Linked DNA regions of Sus scrofa: region 2 is linked to region 1. Evidence: chromatin contacts called from public HiChIP or PLAC-seq data. All regions are on one chromosome and are shown on one strand. Each heading gives the region's core, a stretch centred on a gene start, on an enhancer-like site or on the middle of the called end of the contact. The rest is flanking DNA. Distances are from core to core; before and after follow the strand shown.

What was found. HiChIP or PLAC-seq counts read pairs in DNA pulled down with a chosen protein or histone mark.
Region 2: an H3K27ac HiChIP or PLAC-seq map of skeletal muscle shows a contact between it and region 1. The contact joins two enhancer-like sites. A contact is called at or near these places in 1 of 47 Hi-C or Micro-C datasets (epiblast stem cells) and 1 of 2 datasets of contacts at active chromatin or transcription factors (skeletal muscle).

The regions. Positions count from the first base shown.
Region 1 is chr1:193,440,090-193,444,559 of Sscrofa11.1, reverse strand. The region is part of intron 5 of AGBL1 (cytosolic carboxypeptidase 4); the gene reads left to right. Among named protein-coding and RNA genes, the nearest start is that of AGBL1, 92 kb to the left of the region's middle. Within about 2 kb of position 2,434, at least 5 of the 83 cell types and tissues checked have an H3K27ac peak or open chromatin away from gene starts, as enhancers often do. A contact at or near this core is called in skeletal muscle, where this site is marked.
Region 2 is chr1:193,676,546-193,680,751 of Sscrofa11.1, reverse strand. No RefSeq gene overlaps it. Among named protein-coding and RNA genes, the nearest start is that of AGBL1, 140 kb to the right of the region's middle. Within about 2 kb of position 1,366, at least 1 of the 83 cell types and tissues checked has an H3K27ac peak or open chromatin away from gene starts, as enhancers often do. A contact at or near this core is called in skeletal muscle, where this site is marked.

The DNA of each region.
Region 1 (4,470 bases), core at 1,185-3,684:
ATACTCCAGGAGACCCAGTGGGTTTACTCAACTCCAGTTGGAAGCCATAACCTGTGGGTTTGTATGTGTCTTTCAGGATGGGGATGAAGTAAGATGTCAACAGACATGAATAGCCCTACTGAATCTCATCCTCCAAATGCTAGCAGGCTCTGGGAGAGCTATTCTGGGAAGCCTTTGTAGGAGCAGATGCCCAGAGATGTGTCACTATGACTCCTCCCTGCCCTGGAGATGAAACCTGCTCTGTTTCTCTAGCACAAACCTAAAATTAGTTATGCAGCTGTCCTCCAATAAAACCCTGTCTCCAGAGAGTACTCAGGGTGAGATTTATGACAGAGGCACATACCACACACCTTCTGGAGGGAAGGGGCAGGAGGGGGCAATTTCACTCATCCTCTGTGGCCTTGGGTCAGCCCTCACTCCAGGGGAGGTAGCTCTTCCAGGTCTTCCTCACTTCCTAAACACCCACCAGGCTGGCACCATTTTACTCCCATAGATGGGTGTTGACTTGTATCTGTTCCCCTATAACCATTGCTTTTGCCTGAGCAGTTTTTGTTGAACCCAAATAGCTCCTATAACCCTCCAACTGGTCCTCCCTGATTTCAAAGCAATCTCCATCTCCATCCTTGCCTTTTACTCCTTCTCTCACCTCTCTCTTGAGCCAGCTCTCTGTGCACAAGGGATGCCCTATCCTGTTCCATATATTTCTTCATGTGCTTCCCTCATTCTGGAAGGGCATCTATGCCTTATTGAATGGTAGAGGCTCCCCCTGTCCTTCAAGCCCCACTTTATGGTACATGCTCCACCTAAGTAGATAGAAGGCATTTCCCCTCCTCTAGCACTTTGCTCATATTTTCCTCTAACATAGATCAGATTTGATTCTGTCCTATGTTGGCCTATGTGTCTTCTCTCCCCTCTAAATTCTAAACCTCCTAAAGGTAGAAATCAAATTGTGTTTATCCTGCTTTTCTTCATTGGCTCTATCCAAGTGCCTGGACCATGGTGGGCTCTTAATTCAATTCAAAAGAAATTCTTAAATTAAAAAATATATACTTTGTGAATAACGATGAATAAACAATTACTGAGAGTGTGCTATAATAGGCATGTTCTATTTATTATCTTACTCTTCTTTGGTCCCCAGTTGATTCCACATTAGAGGTTCTATCATGTCTAAACCTGTCTGGGAAATGATGCAGCGGGCCTGCCAAGATCTCTGTTGTGAGAGGGACTGAGGGGCCTTATGGAAGAGAACTCATGCTAAGAGAATGAGAGGCCACAACCATCAGCATGAACAGGAAGAACAGAGGCTCACTCACTGGGGCAGGGAAGCAGGAGAACTTGACCGAAATTAGCAGAAGAGAAGGATCTGACTTTGAGGGGATGTAAGGACAGCATTCACGTTCAGACTTTGCTTACTATTTGAGATAGAGCTATGCTTCTAGTATTGGGTTTGATAATCCCTTCAGCTACAATTTATGGGGCTTTAGAATTTATGGGGAAGCTTTTTATAGAATGGGGGAGGGAGAAATGACACAGGGCCAGGGTCAGATAGCTCTTGCTAGATCGTTCTACTGTGAACAAATTTGTTTATGTCTACCAAAGCTGTCTTTCAGCTTTCCAAATTCACTAAGTAGGAAAATTTATTGAGGCAAAGATGGATTGCTTGTCTGTCACTGACTCATCTTGCGACCCTAGAGGAGCTCATGTTTGTTCCATGCCCCCACACCTTCTGTACCTCTGTCTCCTCATTTCTAGGGTGGACCTAAAGGTTTTGGGTAAAAATAATGACAGTTTCCACTGTCTGTCCACGTGACTGTTTCCAAAGCATGGCCATATTTTCACATGGTAATTGTTAACCTAACTCCTGAAGCTGAATTATCAGCTGTTATCATTGGTTTATCTCCCAGTATTTTAAACTCTGTTCTTTTGCCTCGCAGACATCAGAGTCAGTCAGGAATAGGCTGAGTCTTCCTAACAGACTTTGGTCCTCATGCTCTATTGTATTCCCTGATCATTGCACCATCCTCGAGAAATGGAATCCGAAAGCTCATCCACGGGCTGAGACAGTTCCTTCATCCTTACTTGCAATTTCGCTGAAGATCTCCCAAGAAGACAGGAGGCCAGGAAATGTGCTATTCAGGACCCTGCTGATCTAATCCTCACACACAATAGTATCTCCCATATCCAACCCTGTGAATGTCCTCTTGGTCTTGCAGCAGATTTTTCCTGCTGTGATTTATACTCTGCAGGGTTAGGAGCTTTGGGGGCCATGGGGCCATGGCGTTTGTGCTTCACCTGGGCTCAGACACTTTGGCAAGAGGAGAAGATGGATGTGTTGGGTCTTTAGCAAGCCTCATAAGCAAATTCTTTAGCTTAGTCTCTTGTGTCTGTGCTTAGAATAGTTTGAAGTGATCTTCTCCCTTCAAAGCCCAGATCTCAGGGCATGTCTGGCATCTGAGCTTTGCCTGAGTGCAGGATTACTAGGCATTGCTTCATTGGCAGCTCTTTACAGTGATTTCATCTTCAACTTATGAGCTCTAAAAAATGTCCTGCTCCTCCTTTCCTTCCCTTAAAATTCCTAAATTTTTTCAGAGCCAGACCTTCTGGGCTTTCTCCAACCATCATACCATTCCACTTTATCTGATCATAGCAGCTGATAGATGAGTGGAGACTAAACCAAAGCTAATGGATTCCCTGAGACCATGAGCAATAGGGTGACTCAGCTACTTTATCACTGAGACAAAGAAGCAAATTTTCCTATTTCTCAAAATAGATACTGAACTTCTCCCTGGGCATTCATTTCCCCTTACCCTCCCCCCAATTAATGACTTTGTGACTTTTGTTGTTTAATATAATTAGACTCTGTGGTCTTCAGAGCATGGGCTCACACTGGTGTTTCAGAAGTTGTATGCCTCAAATACCTTGGAACAGGAACAAAAAAATTCCACCCCCTCCCCACAAGTGCTTCTATTGGGAGTGTACAAGGCAGACACAACTCACTGACAGAGTGATTAGTGCGTCTGCCATCTGACTCCAAGCCTGTAGCTGATGGTAGAATGAATAGTTTCCTACATGTATTAAATCTTGGCGACTAGGTTTGTTGGTTTAAATCCTTCTCATCTTTTTGGGAAGCCAGTGATCTCTCCCTGATTAGGGCCAGTCTTGGATATTCAAGTCATAGCATCTAAATTTGGAAAGTCTTTAAGGATCTGCTGGTCCAGATCCTTCATTTTAAGATGTGGTGACTGAAACCCAGAAGGGTTGAACAAAGCCTTCTAGCTTAATTTTAAGACACTATTCATTTCTCTAAGATGCTCTATTGTAAAATGAAAATCAAACTTGCCCTGAACTAGGACTTTTAACATTTAGTTGACAACATTCTAAGCATCTGTCTTGGTGCTAGTCATGGGTGTTTGAAAAGAATAGAAGGCAGACATGTCTTCAGGTTGGTGACAGTCTATGGCAACAACAATGCAGTGTGGGAGGAACCTTCTGACTGGTGTTGGGGGTGTGAAATACACTGACTTCCTGTTCTGTGGAAACATCCTCATCATGCCTTTGTCCAGAAATGCCCTTGGAGTTGTGCCAGAACGACCACTGTTGTGGGCCCCAAGGACTTAGGAGGCCCAGGACTTTGGAGATCCTTCCTGGACATGTGTTACATACTCTTCTGGATCTGAGCTGGGCTTGCATTGGCAGTGCCATCTGCAGGGTTCCTAGTCTGTTTATCTTCCTCTGGAGTACTCTCTGATGACCTGACATCTTAGGGAGGTGGACTGGATACCTTGAGGAGGAGAAGCTCTGGAACCCATGTGTATGGGGTTGTCCTTAGATTCCATAGTCAGTCCTTCACTCAGAAGGGAATATCTGGCAAGATCATCACTCCTATCTGGAGCAGTATTTTGTTCTTTGCATGCCATAAGATGGGGCAGACGGAATGTTGTTGACATGCTGATGTTGTGTGCATTGAATTGTTTGAATAGGAAGAGGCTCCAAAACAAAACAAGGAAACTTCCTGGGCCTGCACACCCTGGGACGGGCTGATCTGCCCCCTTTGCCCTGGGGAGGGTTCTCCACAGAAACTCCATTCCCATCTTCATCTGCTGAGGCCTGTTCTGCCCATATCTCTTCATGGATCTGCCTTCATTTTCCCTTCGTAGACTGGAGGCAGGCTTTCACTTTCACTTTCCCGGAAGTGGGGCATGTAGAAGTTAATCTTCTAGCACAGCCTGACTCAGTAAAGAGCTTTTGCAAAGACGTTTGTGTCTTCCTGTAAATCATGCCCTCCTCACAGTACTGTAACTGCCCGCAAGTATGTGGGTGAGGGGATTTGAAGAACCAGAGGTAGGTACAGAAAGACCCTTATTAGAAAGACTTTTATGACCTTCCCCCTTGCTGTGAAGGAAGAGATGTTTCTAATAGGTCATCACCAAATTCTTCAAGGGTTGATTCTCCCTCAGATATCACGAATTA
Region 2 (4,206 bases), core at 117-2,616, 240 kb before region 1:
CCCAGCCCTTTGGGTGGTTCCTTCGGCTGCTCCCAGGCCTTTATCAGCAAAATGTAAATGATGCCCTACAGTTCAGGGGCTAAAATGGGGCCACACCCACAGCAATTTAACCCATATGGTGGAGCACCTGAACTTGGAGAGATTTCCATTTGGGGCGGCCTGGGTCCTAAAGCACAGACCCCAGGTGGACGACCAAAGAAAAGCTGCATGGATATAGTTGGTAAATAAAACCTTTTCACCATGTTCAGGTGAAGGAGTGAACCAAGTGAAATTTATTCTGGAAATAAGATCCCAAATCTGGCTATTTATACAGATTTTCATCTCAGGAGATTATAACCAGACAAAATGAAGGCATTTCATTAGAGAGCCCAGATTTCATTCCCTTTGCAAACTGGCCTTTGACCTGGCTTATTTTTCCATATGTCCCACATCCGGTAGCCATCCCTATTTGTTCTCTATCCCAGCTTTTTTCATAGTGAGAATGCCCAGAGGTCTGGTTCTTGAGGTGACGCTCAGTGAGAATGATGGCCAAGGTGACTCCTCTATCTTTAAACTTTCTCCTGTGTATTCACGATCTTCATGACTGGCTCCCTGACTCCTCCTACCCTGTGTGGAAACCAGCTGGTGTGGGTGGGGAGGATGTGGAGGGACCAAATTGGGGACATCATTTGCGATGCTGTTGTAGGGACTGCAAAGGAGAGCAGAATTGCTGACAGAGCTCCTTTCCCTCTGCAGCTGACCAGAACCAATGTTCTCTTTCTTCCAGCTGCGATCAGGACCACTTCCTTGAGATTCCTCCCACTGGGCTGGTTCGAGATGTGTAAGCTAGACTCTGAATCAGCGCTGCTCACACTTGAATGTGCCTCAAGCCTCTTGGTGGGCTCCTGCAGATGGCTTGCTGAGCTCTTCCCTCAGTCTGAGAATGGGGCCTGGAAACCTGCATTTCTCACTAGTTCTCAGCTACTGGCCTGGGAACCCCCCTTTGAGAACTGCTGTCCTCGACCAGAGTGTCTCAAATTTAAGGTGCGTGGGAATCATCTATGGATCTTGTTAGAATACAGGTTCTGATTCAGGAGGTGTGGGGTGGGGCCTGAGAATCTGCATAGTGGCAAACCCCCTGGGTGATGCCGATGCTGTTCCAGTAAGGACCTCTTTGAGTAGCACTGCCCTACGTTGTGCTGCCTTTAGCCTCTGGCTGGCTGGAGGTCAAGGGTTCCTCTCTGCCGAGGAAGAAATACCCTTATTCTCTGCTCAGCCGTCATCACCCCACGTCCCAGCCTGGAGCCGAGCTGCCCAGTCAGCTGTGGGGGCACCTAGAGCCACACGGCTAGAGGGACAGTTAAGCCTCATTGGGCTCCAGCCTTGTTGGCTGCTGCAGGGCTGCGGTCAGACGCCTGTGCCCTCTCGGTCCCCAGGGCCTTCTCTGCCCTTCCCAGGCTGGCAGTGATTGCCTTGAATACCAGCTGTTCCTTTGCCCTTGAAACCAGCCCCACTAGACTCCTCTCCTGGCTTTGCAGTTGTCCCTGGCCACACTGGAATGACTCTATGCTCCAAAATGGGCTTGGGGCAGCCAGGCTGGCAGCTGCTCTGGCCAAAGGGTAGGAGGAACCGGGAAGGGGTTCAAATAAGGAGAGGCTTCAAAGACACAGGAGGAAGAAGGAAAGAGGAATGGGAGTCAGTGCACACAATGAAATTTGCTATTTTCAGGGTTGGAATTATGTAGGCTGTCAGCCGAATCAGCACCATGATGGACTTAGGGGAGGTTTCCTGTGGGGCGAGGTAGTGGGAAAGAAAATGATTTGGAATTCAGGAGTCCCGAGTTCTAGTCCTTATTATGGCACCAGTCAAGAACCCCCCTGGCCCCACTGTTCTCATTTATAAGAAGAGAGGAATGGATAAAACTAATTTTGAGGAAACACATATCTTAAAAAGTCACTTGTTTTTAGAAGGATTATCAAGCGGGGCTGGGAAAGCTCTGGGCTTTGTAATTAGAAGGATCTAAATTTCAATCCCTGCTTGTCTCCCTCCACATCTGGGAGGCACTGGGCACATCTCAGCCACTCTGAGCTGCCTCTTTACCAGTGAGGATGAAATAAAACAACAAATAAAAAGAGCAGCTACAGAGTGAGTGTGCTCTCAAGAAACAGATGCTCATATTATGACAGTCACTAAAAATGGGAAAAATCTGTACCTTTTCACTGTAGTCCATTTAGTCAGACAGAAAGGCTCAAAAGTGTATTACTTTTTCCCCTCTAAAAACACTCCAATTCTGTACTTCCCACACTAACCCCTTAGGTGGTCTGTGTTTGCTCAACTCAGACTACAAGAAAACAGGTTCCAAAATCTTGGAACAAGAGGATAACAACAATCAAAGCAGCATGTTGCCTTACTTAGCATATTTTAGCGAATTATTTAAAACTAAATTGCAGGAAAACTGGCTGAAACATAACCTATGCCAGCAGCTCCTGTGGGCCCTATAACTCAGAGAAAATGTTTAAGAACAGGGCAAGGAGTACAGGACAAAATGTTTTTTTTTACTGTCTCTTTCTCTGGAGATGCTTGACAAGGAATGCTGAAGACACAGTGGGTGCTCATTCAATGGTTCTCTTTCTTTAATTTTATCAGAGTATAGTTGACTTTCAGTGTTATATTAATTTTGGGTGTACAGCAAAGTGAATCAGTTACACATGCATTTATACATTCTTTTTCAGATTCTTTTCCCATATAGGTTACTACAGAATAGTGAGTAGATTTCCCCTTGCTATACAGTAGGTCCTTGTTAGTTATCTATTTTATATATAGTAGTATGTATCTGCCAATCCCAAATGCCTAATTTATCCTTCCCTCCACATTTCCCCTTTGATAACCATAAATTTGATTTCAAAATCTCATTCAATGGTTCTTGATCAAAAGAAGGATGTTCTAGAAACTTAAATGTTTCATGCCCTTGAGATTATGGTATATCCTGAAGGTGACTGTCACATTCATTCATAGCCTGATGTTTATTTAGTTCTCCCCCTCCTTTTTGTTGGCCACCCTGAAGCATATGGAGTTCTCTAGCCAGGGACAGAATCTGAGCTAGAGCTGCAACCCGTTTATTTAGTTCTAATTTAGGGCCCAAAGGAAGCAGGCATTTGTTTGTAAGCAACAGAGACTGAGTCTGGCTAATTTATATGGTTTTTTGGAGTTGACAGGTGCACAGAGAAGGCTGGAGAGTCAGGGTTGGTAAAGAACAGAAATCCAGGACTTACCTGACAGGCACTTCTGTAGGGATGAATCAGTTCTGATGAATCAAAGGTTCTGAATATTTCTGATCACTTAAGGGAATAGGCCTGGCATTTTTGAAGGGGCCACTCCCTCAGGCTCAGCTCCCGAATGTGAATGCCCCCATCAGGATTCTGATATCAGCTGCTGACAAGGTGACAGTGTCACGTCAGAGAGCTAGCCCATATATTACACTTATGCCCAACAGTTACACTATGTTGCTATTCCTTACAAGGTACAACAGACATGAGGACAATCCTGTGAGTCATATGTTCGATATTCAGCCCAATGGGTGATCTCTGGGTATCTCACTGGTGGTGTTTAGTTGTTTTGTGCCTAATATGTTTGGGGTTTATGAATAAAAGCTTACTTAGCACAGTGTACCCACAAAGAACCGCCTATGATCTGTATGATAACCTCAGGGGATTGCATTGGCTGAACAACCCCATCCACTGACAGAATTATTTCCCTGGGACACTGCACTCATGTGTCAGAATCTGACTAGGGCACTGTGGTCTCCTGTGCCTTATCTCCCCAACTATATTCTTCTACATTCTTTTTTGTTTGTTTGTTTGGCCATGCCCACAGCATGTGGAAGTTCCCAGGCCAGGGATGGAACCCGAGCTATAGCAGTGAAGATGCTGAATCCTTAACCACTAGGCCACCAGGGAACTCTCCCAATTATATTCTGAATTGGGCAAAAGAGAGCCTCCATGGTGGATTTATTGTATTATATTGTATAGTATATTCATCACACCTGATGTAGTAAGAAATGATATAAAAGACAAGGATTATAATTTTACATTCCTTCGATGACTTCCCCACCCCTGTGTAATAAGCAGTGACTAAATCTTTTGGCTTATAGCAAAAGATTTAAGGCAGGAGGAAGGTGAAAGAAGGGAAGGTGGCTGCATTGTTGGCCTGTAAATCTCTCACGGTATA